2 separate regions of the Mus musculus genome follow, and region 1 is linked to region 2. The links are chromatin contacts, called in public HiChIP or PLAC-seq maps. All regions are on one chromosome and are shown on one strand. The core of a region is the stretch at or near the end of the contact, and the rest is flanking DNA. Distances in the headings are between cores, read along the strand shown.

Evidence for each region. HiChIP or PLAC-seq counts read pairs in DNA pulled down with a chosen protein or histone mark.
Region 1: a contact with region 2 is called in an H3K4me3 HiChIP or PLAC-seq map of bone marrow-derived macrophages, with 2.1 times the contacts expected there. The contact joins the enhancer-like site here to the promoter of Nisch in region 2. A contact is called at or near these places in 10 of 39 promoter capture datasets (3T3-L1-derived adipocytes, the C10 cell line, the HPC-7 cell line and 6 more), 1 of 15 datasets of contacts at CTCF or cohesin (large pre-B cells), 4 of 484 Hi-C or Micro-C datasets (the N1E-115 cell line, brown adipocytes, nephron progenitors and 1 more), 7 of 115 datasets of contacts at active chromatin or transcription factors (the 230-238 cell line, astrocytes, bone marrow-derived macrophages and 3 more) and 4 of 9 other capture datasets (adipose tissue, embryonic stem cells, liver and 1 more).

Annotation. Positions count from the first base shown.
Region 1 is chr14:31,371,332-31,375,946 of GRCm38.p6, reverse strand. Sh3bp5 (SH3-domain binding protein 5 (BTK-associated)) reads left to right here. Exons shown (of 9, transcript NM_011894.3): 8 at 83-343; 9 at 746-3,333. The coding sequence ends at 963. Capn7 (calpain 7) reads right to left here. Exons shown (of 21, transcript NM_009796.3): 21 at 3,963-4,615. Among named protein-coding and RNA genes, the nearest start is that of Capn7, 37 kb to the right of the region's middle. Within about 2 kb of position 1,381, at least 2 of the 459 cell types and tissues checked have an H3K27ac peak or open chromatin away from gene starts, as enhancers often do. A contact at or near this core is called in bone marrow-derived macrophages, where this site is marked.
Region 2 is chr14:31,203,373-31,208,236 of GRCm38.p6, reverse strand. It overlaps Nisch (nischarin), which reads left to right and starts at 1,411. Exons shown (of 21, transcript NM_022656.2): 1 at 1,411-1,670; 2 at 3,712-3,795; 3 at 4,828-4,864. The coding sequence starts at 1,575.

The DNA of each region.
Region 1 (4,615 bases), core at 132-2,631, 170 kb before region 2:
CAGAGAGCATGTCTGCAGGCATTTAAGGGACTGGGCTACTACCTGGCAGATCCCATGTGATTGATGTCCTCTCTCATCACAGTGGCATCAGAAGCCTTTGAAGATGACAACTGCAGCAACTTGGTGTCTGAAGATGACTCGGAAACCCAGTCTGTGTCCAGCTTTAGTTCGGGACCGACGAGTCCGTCTGAAATGCCTGATCAGTTCCCTGCAGTGGCAAGGCCTGGCAGTCTGGATCTGCCTAGCCCTGTGTCCCTGTCAGAATTTGGGATGATGTTCCCAATACTGGGTCCTCGAAGTGAATGCAGTGGGGCCTCCTCCCCTGAATGTGAGGTTGAACGAGGTAGGTTGCAGCTCAACTTGTGCACTGTCCATACCTTTGCCAGGTCTCAGGGGCCCTGAGAACATACAGTGGGATGGATCACTCAGATTACTTTCAAGGGCACTTCTACAGTCCTGGCCAACTTCAACCAAGCAGAACTTAGGTCCCATGTCTCCCCTAAGAACAATCCTCTCGGCAAGTTCCTGTTGGAGAGGTTCGCTTCCTAGCTACAAAATGACAATGGTACATCTCATCTCTAAAGAACAGATTAGTGAGTGCATGTAGTGTGCCACCCAGTGCTGGAGAACCTCTGAGATGTATGGTGGACAGCAGGAATGGCAGAGGGCTCAGGTGGCCGATGCTGGTGCCTATGGAACTCTTGAAACTGACCACCCCCATTTGGCAATCTTTGTATCTCTGCAGGAGACAGAGCAGAAGGGGCCGAGAATAAAATGAGTGACAAAGCCAACAACAACCGTGTTCTCGGCAGCACCAACGGTGGCAGTGGCAGGAGCAGGAGCCAAAGCAGCACGTCCCTTGAGAGCCAGGCCTTGGAAACCCGGATGAAGCAGCTCTCCCTACAGTGCTCAAAAGGAAGAGATGGAATTATTGCTGACATAAAAATGGTGCAGATTGGCTGATCCACCCAAGGGCTATGGCCTATGTGCAGATCATATTTATACATGAAATTCAAGAACATTGTGCCAATAATCATTTAACATAAGCCAAATAGTATGCATTTACTCTAAACTGCACTAACCAAGTTTCAGTGACCTTGAGGGCTAAACATTTTCCCTCTGGTAAGAGCTCTTGGGCTGGTGTGCTTTTCAGAGCAGAGCCATTGCAGGTAAACCGTGACCAGGGAGGGTCACGGTCTTTGCAGAGCATTCCCTGTAGCGGCAGCGTGGAAGCAATAACTAGTTTCTGAGAAAGAACCTGCAGGGCCAGGAGGAGAGCTGGACACTTAGCCAGACTGGGGTCACCAGCCTTCATCTCTATCCCCACTTCCTCTTCTTCTTGGGGAAACAGATGTTCTCTCCATTACATCACAGGGCACCAAGATAATTTTAAAAATCACACACACACACACACACAAACTCAAGTGTTCAGAACACACTGCTGTAACTACAGTGCAGGAACACAGTTCCTCATCACCACCACTGGTGCTCGCTCAGAGGGGCTTTCAGAAGCGTGTCTTCTGGGAAACCTGTTGAACCATTTCCTAGGAAAGCTACCAGGAACTGCACTTTTTAGGGGTGGGGACGGTGAATGCCAATGTGGGGACGTAGATATCATAGAGGGGATGTGTGGCTGGGGGCAGTTTGTAGCCTGAGCTTAGCCTGCTAGCCAAGGGGCTTTATTCTAAGAGAAGTGCATGTGAGGAATGGTTGGCATTGCTCTTATCTAGATTGACAAGGAGTTCATTTCTCTGTAGACTGTAACTCCTACAATACCTGAGATTATTTAAGGTTTATGCTGCACCTAGTATTCCTTAGAGGAAGCTGTCCTTAAAGCTAGGAGGGAATGGGCATGGTTGGTAAATAGAAGCAATGGATCTGTTATGCTAATAGTAGTGTATAGACTTAGTGTTTATGGTTATGCATATTTAGAGCACTGTATTTTATTTGTCCTGTTTTATTAATCTACCATTTCTGAAAGAAAAAAAAAAAGAAAACAACTCCCCATTTACAACTATTAATTTTAGCCATGTGTGTATAGCTCTTCATACACTAGTGGTTTCTTTTTTATTGATGGACACAGTATCCTTATTACAAGGTTATTTTGTACTTGTTTTATTACCTTGGGTGTAATAAAAGCCGAGAAGACTTTGTGACTTCCGATGAGAAAGTCCACTGTTGTCTGTCTTCTCCTCTTGCCTTGGTTGTTGGGGCATCTGCTCTCCTTTTCAGGTAAGGTGATGATGGAGCCTGGAAATTTTAGCTCACACACCAAGGTCTGGATTAGAATTCCCACTTTTGCTGTTACAAAGGTGAGCACTGAGAAGAGACAGGCGGGCAGTTCCAGGTGACAGTCCCGAGAAGAGAAGCTTTTAGTTTCACTGGTCAGCATAGTCTTAGGGGCAGGGGGACATACTGTTAAATGGTCTCATCTACTCAGTCTGATTTAATTTGTGGCACTAAGGTACTTTTTCTAATGGAAATCTGAGAGTAGCTGTCTTCAGACAAACCAGAAGAGAGCATCAGATTCCATTACAGATGGCTGTGAGCCACCATGTGGTTGCTGGGAATTGAACTCAGGACCTTTGGAAGAGCAGTCAGTGCTCTTAACCATTGACCATCTCTCCAGCCCCCAGTAGTGGACTTTATAATGTATATGCCACACACTGAAATGTGCTGTGGGATTAAGTGCCAAGTGATCATAAGTGCTTTGCCTGTTAAATTCCATCTCAGAGTTGGTGGGAGTCCCTTTCAATTGCTCTGTTCTGGCAGTGAGGCGCTGCTCATTCCCCCTTCCTGTCAACATTTCTGAGGTAAAGTTGTGTAGTTTGTCTATTTCTGGCAGAGACTAGAAGACAGAATATTCTCGTGTTGGGAAGTTTAGTGCTATATCCCTTCTGTGGGCACAGGCGTTTCACAGTATGCCTTCCTGCTTTGGTTCCCCTCACCCTGTCTCCCACAGCAGGAAGTCAGAAACCTTCGACCCTGCTTCATGGTCACTTCCTCGCCTGTCTCCCTTCACGCTTCTAGGTTAGAGCAGTGCCACTCTTGTCATCTCAGCCTCCTCTGCCATGTTGGGGACTCACTCTCACACCTGTCCTTCTCCATGTCTCTCAAGTTACCATTTCTGAAATTTAGCCAATTTCAGTTTTTGACCCTCCAGCTCTCATGTATTTTTTGAGGTGACCACAATAACTGAACCATGTACTACTAATTCTAGAATATTGATAATTTCCTTTACCTTGTGTGTGGGGTGAGGGTGGGGGATAAGGGGAGTTTCTTCTTTAAGTCTGAGCATCTATGCGTATATTGAAATTAGATACCTGAACCACCTTCCTCTCTCTAGCTATTTCTCATTTTAAAATCTGTTCCACAATGGTGCTTCTGATTCAATAGAGTCACATTCCTACTACCAATTCCAGCCTGCTGTCCCCACATAGAAAGCAGCTGGACCACTAAATCAGGGCAGCCCCGGGTAAAAGCTTTTGAACCTAAAGCAAGATCGTTCAGGCTTGTTTCCCCTGTCGTAAAAAGCAATAATAAAGCCAATGAGAAGATTAAAAAGAATATGCAAGGTAAATAAGTTCATAGTAAAAAATAACTCCTAGCTATTTCTCTATTCTGTATTTATGGCATTCTTGAAAGTATGTGTTGAGCCTTACCTATATCCAAGAGTCACCACTTTATATATAGGTCTTCTCTGCTGGGTTTTGTTTGTTTGTGGTGTGTATGTGTGCTGGGGATTGAACCCAGGGCTAAGCCAAGTGCTGTGCCATTGAGTGGCCTCACAGCTTTCTATTATGTTTTTGATGACAGAAATTAACTCATATTTAGTAAGCTCATGTGGCTAATTTTAGCCAAGTGAAATCTTATTGGTTTTATTCTTGCAGCAAGTATTTCTATGCATGTCTGTCTTCTTTTACAGGGACGTAAAATCAAATTCTGGACATTAAACTACATAGTTTCCATAAGTATAAATATTTTATTTCAATCAAAGGCAGTAGAAATAGATTTGATAATTATAAAGTAGAGACAATGACAGATCCCATCCTATTTTCCAGAACTTGAAAATCTTGAGCATCATTCTGCAGTGATGATTTTATGTAAACACTAATTCCTGACCACTCACTTTTTATGAATGCTGTATAACTCAGTCACCATATACTAAATTCTCAAGGACTCCCCAAGTCCCCATGATGAAAGCACTGACTACAGAGCAATTAAAACCCTACGGTTAAACCTCAGCATTTCCATCTGATTGCTACATTCACCAACCTGCTAAGAACTAAGAACAGCAACAGTAAATATACTTCGGTCCTCTCTACAATGGACAATGCACCTAACACTGACAACCTTCATTCTTAAGCCTGAGCATCTCCATGCTAAGCTAAACAGCGGTTTTTAAAGCTTAACAGCTACACGACAATAAACATTAAAGACACAATGAAAAATTCAAATTAGTTGCAGTGACCTAATTCATTTGGTAATTAGTTGTTTAAGATGTATGGTGGGGTCAACATAAATGGGCTAAACGTACGTGCTCTGTAAAAACAGGAAACATAGGTATTTCAAGATCCTAAACTAGGCTGCTCTTGCACTCAGTGGACCTGTGGTC
Region 2 (4,864 bases), core at 162-2,661:
GCCTGGAATATCCTCCACCCCCTCCCTGGTCCCTGTAATCTCAGGCTGGCCAAAGTCCCTGTATCATCTGCCTAGGGCCAGGAGCTATGAAGGACTGCAAGGACCAGGTCTCTTGCCATCTGTTCCCCAGACCCCACCCCACCCCCAGGGAAGTCTCAAGAAAAAAAAAAGAATGTATTGCTTTTATTTATGAGTGCATGTGGAAGTCAAAGGACAACTTGCAGGAGTCATCTATCTCTCTCTGCTACCTAGGTTCCCAGGAACCCAGGACTGAACTCAAGTTTTCAGGTTTGGGAGCAAGCACCTAAATGCAATACACACACACACACACACACACACACACACACACATCCTCAACAACCTCAGGAAAAAGTTTCCTGAATGAATGAAAATATGAGCACACAGGAAATGTGAAGTAAACAGTTCGGTCTTCTATGGAATCACAGTGACTTGCCTGAGGTCAAGCTGACCGGAGAATCCCTACCTTATATTACACCCCCTGAGAGATGGTAGCATGCCAACAGAGGCTGGCAGTGTAAGTCCTGCCAAGAAACACTTCCTATGCAAGGTTCAGAGTATAATATGACACTGGTAATGGAAGAAGTCACTGGCCCACAAAGAATAGGCTGGCCTGAAGCCCTTCAGCGGGATCTACCACGCCGCAACCTTCCATCTTTCAAGGACAACAATCAGTGTTCACTTCGGGTTTGAGTCAGCTGCATTCTGTGAGTCAACAAGTGTCCCTAAAGAACCCTATGTCTATCAGGATTCTCTCTTTTCCTCCTCCGGTTGGGTCATCTCTTCTCCAGCTAAGTCTTCCCTATGGTTGTTCCCTATGGATGTTTCTTCAGCCACGCTCTTGTGTCCAAGGCCTAGTCTGTCTCCTCCTCACCTTGAGCTCTTGCAGGATGTCATCTGGGAAACCAGATGGACAGCGCATATCTCTTCCATCCACCTGCACGTCTGCTGCATATAAGCTCTCCCTGAACACACCAGTGTGCCGCCTAGCACACTGCCAGGGGAAAGCCCGTGGGGTACTGAGCACTGCAGAATCACCACAATCAATTCTCCACCAGTACTTTTAACAACAAACCCCCCAAGTGTCGGAGAGTCCCTCTGGTCCTTGTTCCATCTCTAAGTCTAGTCTTATTCATTTTGCTCTTGCTACACAGGGAATGAACCCAACAGCCAGGCGAGACCCTATTAATGTCCCCTCTGGAAACTGAGGCCAAGCGAAGCAGAGTGACTTCGGAGAGTTCCGAAGGCCCATGGCCTCTGCCCTTCCCTGCTGTGAGCCCAGCGGACAATGACCACAACTGCCCGAGGGGACAGAACGCCGCACAGGTATACAGAAAGCAAATTGGGCAAGCCCGCAGGAGCTGCGCATGCGTGCCACTGGTTGTGCTGTCAATTACGGGCAAGGGGCGGGGCGAGGACGCAAGCAGGCCGAGGGGCCAAGATGGCGTCGCGGGCGCGGGCGGGGGGCAGCGGGGGCTGGGGGGCGGTGGGACGCTGACCCCGCCCCCTGCTGCTGCCACTCTGCGCCGGGCGTCGGCAGCGGTGGAGCCGGCAACATGGCGGCTGCGACACTCAGCTTCGGCCCTGAGCGGGAGGCCGAGCCTGCCAAGGAGGCGCGCGTCGTGGGTTCTGAGCTCGTGGACACGTACACGGTGTGCTGGGGGGCCGCGAGCGTCCAGAGCGGGCTTAGCGCCTGGAACCCGGAGTTCTCGACCCAGGGGCTTTGAGAAGTGGGGGGTGGGGGGGGCCTGGGTAGCACATTCGATGAGTGCGTGGAAGGTTCTGCGAGGTAGCGACGAGGGAGCCCGAAAAAAATGGGGGATTCGGAGGAAGGGCCGGGTCGCATAGGTTCTGGAGGAGGATCTAGGCGGGGCGCGGGAAGGGGGGCTGGGGAAAGGGTGCGCGACCAGAAAAGGAGACTTGTGTTGGAGCAATCAGAGGGTGGGGGAGGAGGGGATGGTGAGATGGAGGCCCTCTGGATCCTCCAGGCAAGGAAGAATGCCAGCCTAAGAGACCTTCATGGGAAGTCTGGGAGGAAGGGGACGCGGAAGGGGTGGTCTCTGGTCGATGGGACCAAGGGCCAGGGCTAGAGATCATCAGGTGGTGAAGGAGAGACAGCAGATCCCGATCTCCACCCCCACCAACCAAACACTAGTCGCAGTCCAGATCAGCCCTGCGAAGTGTGTGTGTGTGCGTGCGTGCGTGCGTGTGTGTGTGTGTGGGGGGGGGTGGTGGATGGAAAAATGAGCCCTCGGGGTCTGGGGAGAAAGGAATGGATCCCAGCCGTGCAGAACACAGAAGTTACCTCGAGGCCGAAGTACAGGGCCTGCAAACCTTAGGGGACGTCACGGCTTAGGGGAGAGGGACACGAGCTTCTAATGTATCCTTGTAGGCTACAAGGGAAAGCCAACAAAAAAGGAGGGTAGTTTCTGTGATGGCGTTAGACGCCCTTTGGGCCTGCATAGGGTTGGATGCTAGGCCCGAGAGCCTCGTGGGCAGCCTGCCAGGTGAAAACTTGCACTGTGGTGGGGGCCCACTGAGCACCTCCCGTCTCCTTGTCCTTTGTTCCCTGGAGGGTGGACAGAGGTAAGGGCCTCGGGCCTGCCTTTGCCCCACCCCACTGGCTCCCACCCTAATACCGGATCCTGAGGGCGATTCCTCTATCTAGTTCTTTCTCCCCGCTGCAAGGAAGAGAAGCCGCTAGCGGCTCCTTTTAGAGCAACAGGCTGGCTCTGGAGAAATGGCTGCTCCTGGGGTCAGGAATCAGCCTCGTTCACTGTTCCCACTAACCTCTCCGTGCTCCAGGCCGAGGAAGGGAAGCTAGGACCGTGGGGCTTGATCTAGTTAAGGAATGAGGTCACTCACCTAGGACTAGCTGCAGTCAGTAGAGGCTCTTTGTCCTTCCCCTTAGTGTCAGGAGCAAGGTGATGATCCAAACTGACCATCCTCATTTGTCACTGGGTGTGATGCACGGAATGTGACTAACATATCTATCTTCTGTTCCGTGTTAGGCCTTTACACTTAATTGCTTTACTTGGCCCACCAGGTTTTAAAATGGAGGAATTGAGGCCCAGAGAGAGCTTAGGTTCCCAGTCACTTACATAAGTGGCACATAAGCCACACCCAGGAAATGGGATAGCCAGATTTTGAACCCAGGTTTTGGTGGACGATTAACCACCAGAGCTATATCGCCTTCTGTTGAGGCTGATTGAGCCACCGCTGCCCCTGGAAGCCTGGTGATGCCTTGCCTCCTGGTTCAGCTGCCAAAGTCAAAACCACAGCTAGTGGAAGAGGTTGACTGAAGGCCTTGCTTCTAGGATGGAGTTAGGGCTCCTGGAAAGATGTATAGCAGAGACACTGGTGCTGCCTCACTGGGCTCTGCTCTGCCTCCCTTGGAAGGGGCAGCCTTGCCTATAGCACAAGTTGGGTTTTGAGTTATACAGAGACAGGAGGTAAAAAAAAAAAATCTAAGGAGGTGTGTGGAGCTAGTCACCCATACCATTCCTTCCTGATAATGGGAGCCAGAGCTCTTCTCCAGACCTTACAGGGCTGTCAAGGAGGCTGAGGAAAGCTGGGTGCACAGTGGGTGTGCAAGGATGCCTGACTCTGGCTTTTTGGGGAGTGGGGACTGAGTACCTTGCAGCTATTGTGAGTTGGGGTTCTCTTGTCACAAAAAATCATTTTTCCCTTTAGGTTTATGTCATCCAGGTTACCGATGGCAACCATGAGTGGACGATCAAACACCGTTACAGTGATTTTCATGACCTACATGAAAAGGTAATCTGAAGACCTTGGCACCTGTATCTCAAGGGGTGGGGCTTGTGGGCCAAGTCTCCATTGTGCCACATGTTAATTTTAGGGCAAAACTGCCTCCACATCTATTGCTTGTAAGTTTTAAAAACATTTATTCATGGCCAGGGTTATACCACACATACCTTTAATTCTAGCAGCACTTGGGAGGCAAAGGCATGTGAGTTTAAGGCCTGCCTCATCTACAGAGCGAGTTCCAGGGCTACACAGAACCTGTCTTATAAAACAAAACAAAAAAACAAGTGTGTGTGTGTGTCTGTGTGTGTCTGTGTGTGTTCTAGTGAGAGGAAGATGCACACGTGCCACAGCTCATGTGTAGAGGTCAGTTTGTGAGAGCAGGGTTCTCTTTCCACCATAGAGGCCCCAGGGATTGAACTTAGGTCATTAGACTTGGCAGCTCCTTTACCCGGTGAGCCCTCTCATGAGCTCTGTGACTTGCTGTAGTAAACCAGTTCCTTGATGCAGCACAAAGAACTGGTTGGTGCTAGGAATGCAACCTAGTGTGAGACAGTCTAAGGATAGAATATGTAAATTTTAATTTTAAATTTTAAAATTGCCATGCACCTCCAATATAAGACAGTCTCCTGAAGAGGGTACAGGTTTGAACTTGTCCCACAAAATATATTTTTATTCTCTAATAACAGATTGAAATTGTATTTTCCCTTTGCTTTTAGAAAGAGCTGCTTTCTGTGGGGCATTTGTAGTGAGCATGTCTTAAAGATACAAACTCCTTTTATTTCCAAACTTTAGGGACCGTAAGCACTACTTTTCTGAATATCCCCAAAGACTAAAGATGGCAATTTCTCACTTGGAATTGTATTAGTATTTCCAGTACTACTTGGATCCGAGGCCGGATTCCAGATGCATTAGTTGGAGCACTAATCCCGGCCCTGCTCCCAGCAGTGGTTGCAGAAGATACGACTGACGACTGCCTGCCTGGATCTGACACAGACGCAGGGCTTCTTGGTCTGTGTTTGATGTGCTTGTGTTCTCTTACAGCTTGTGGCAGAGAGAAAAATTGACAAATCTCTACTTC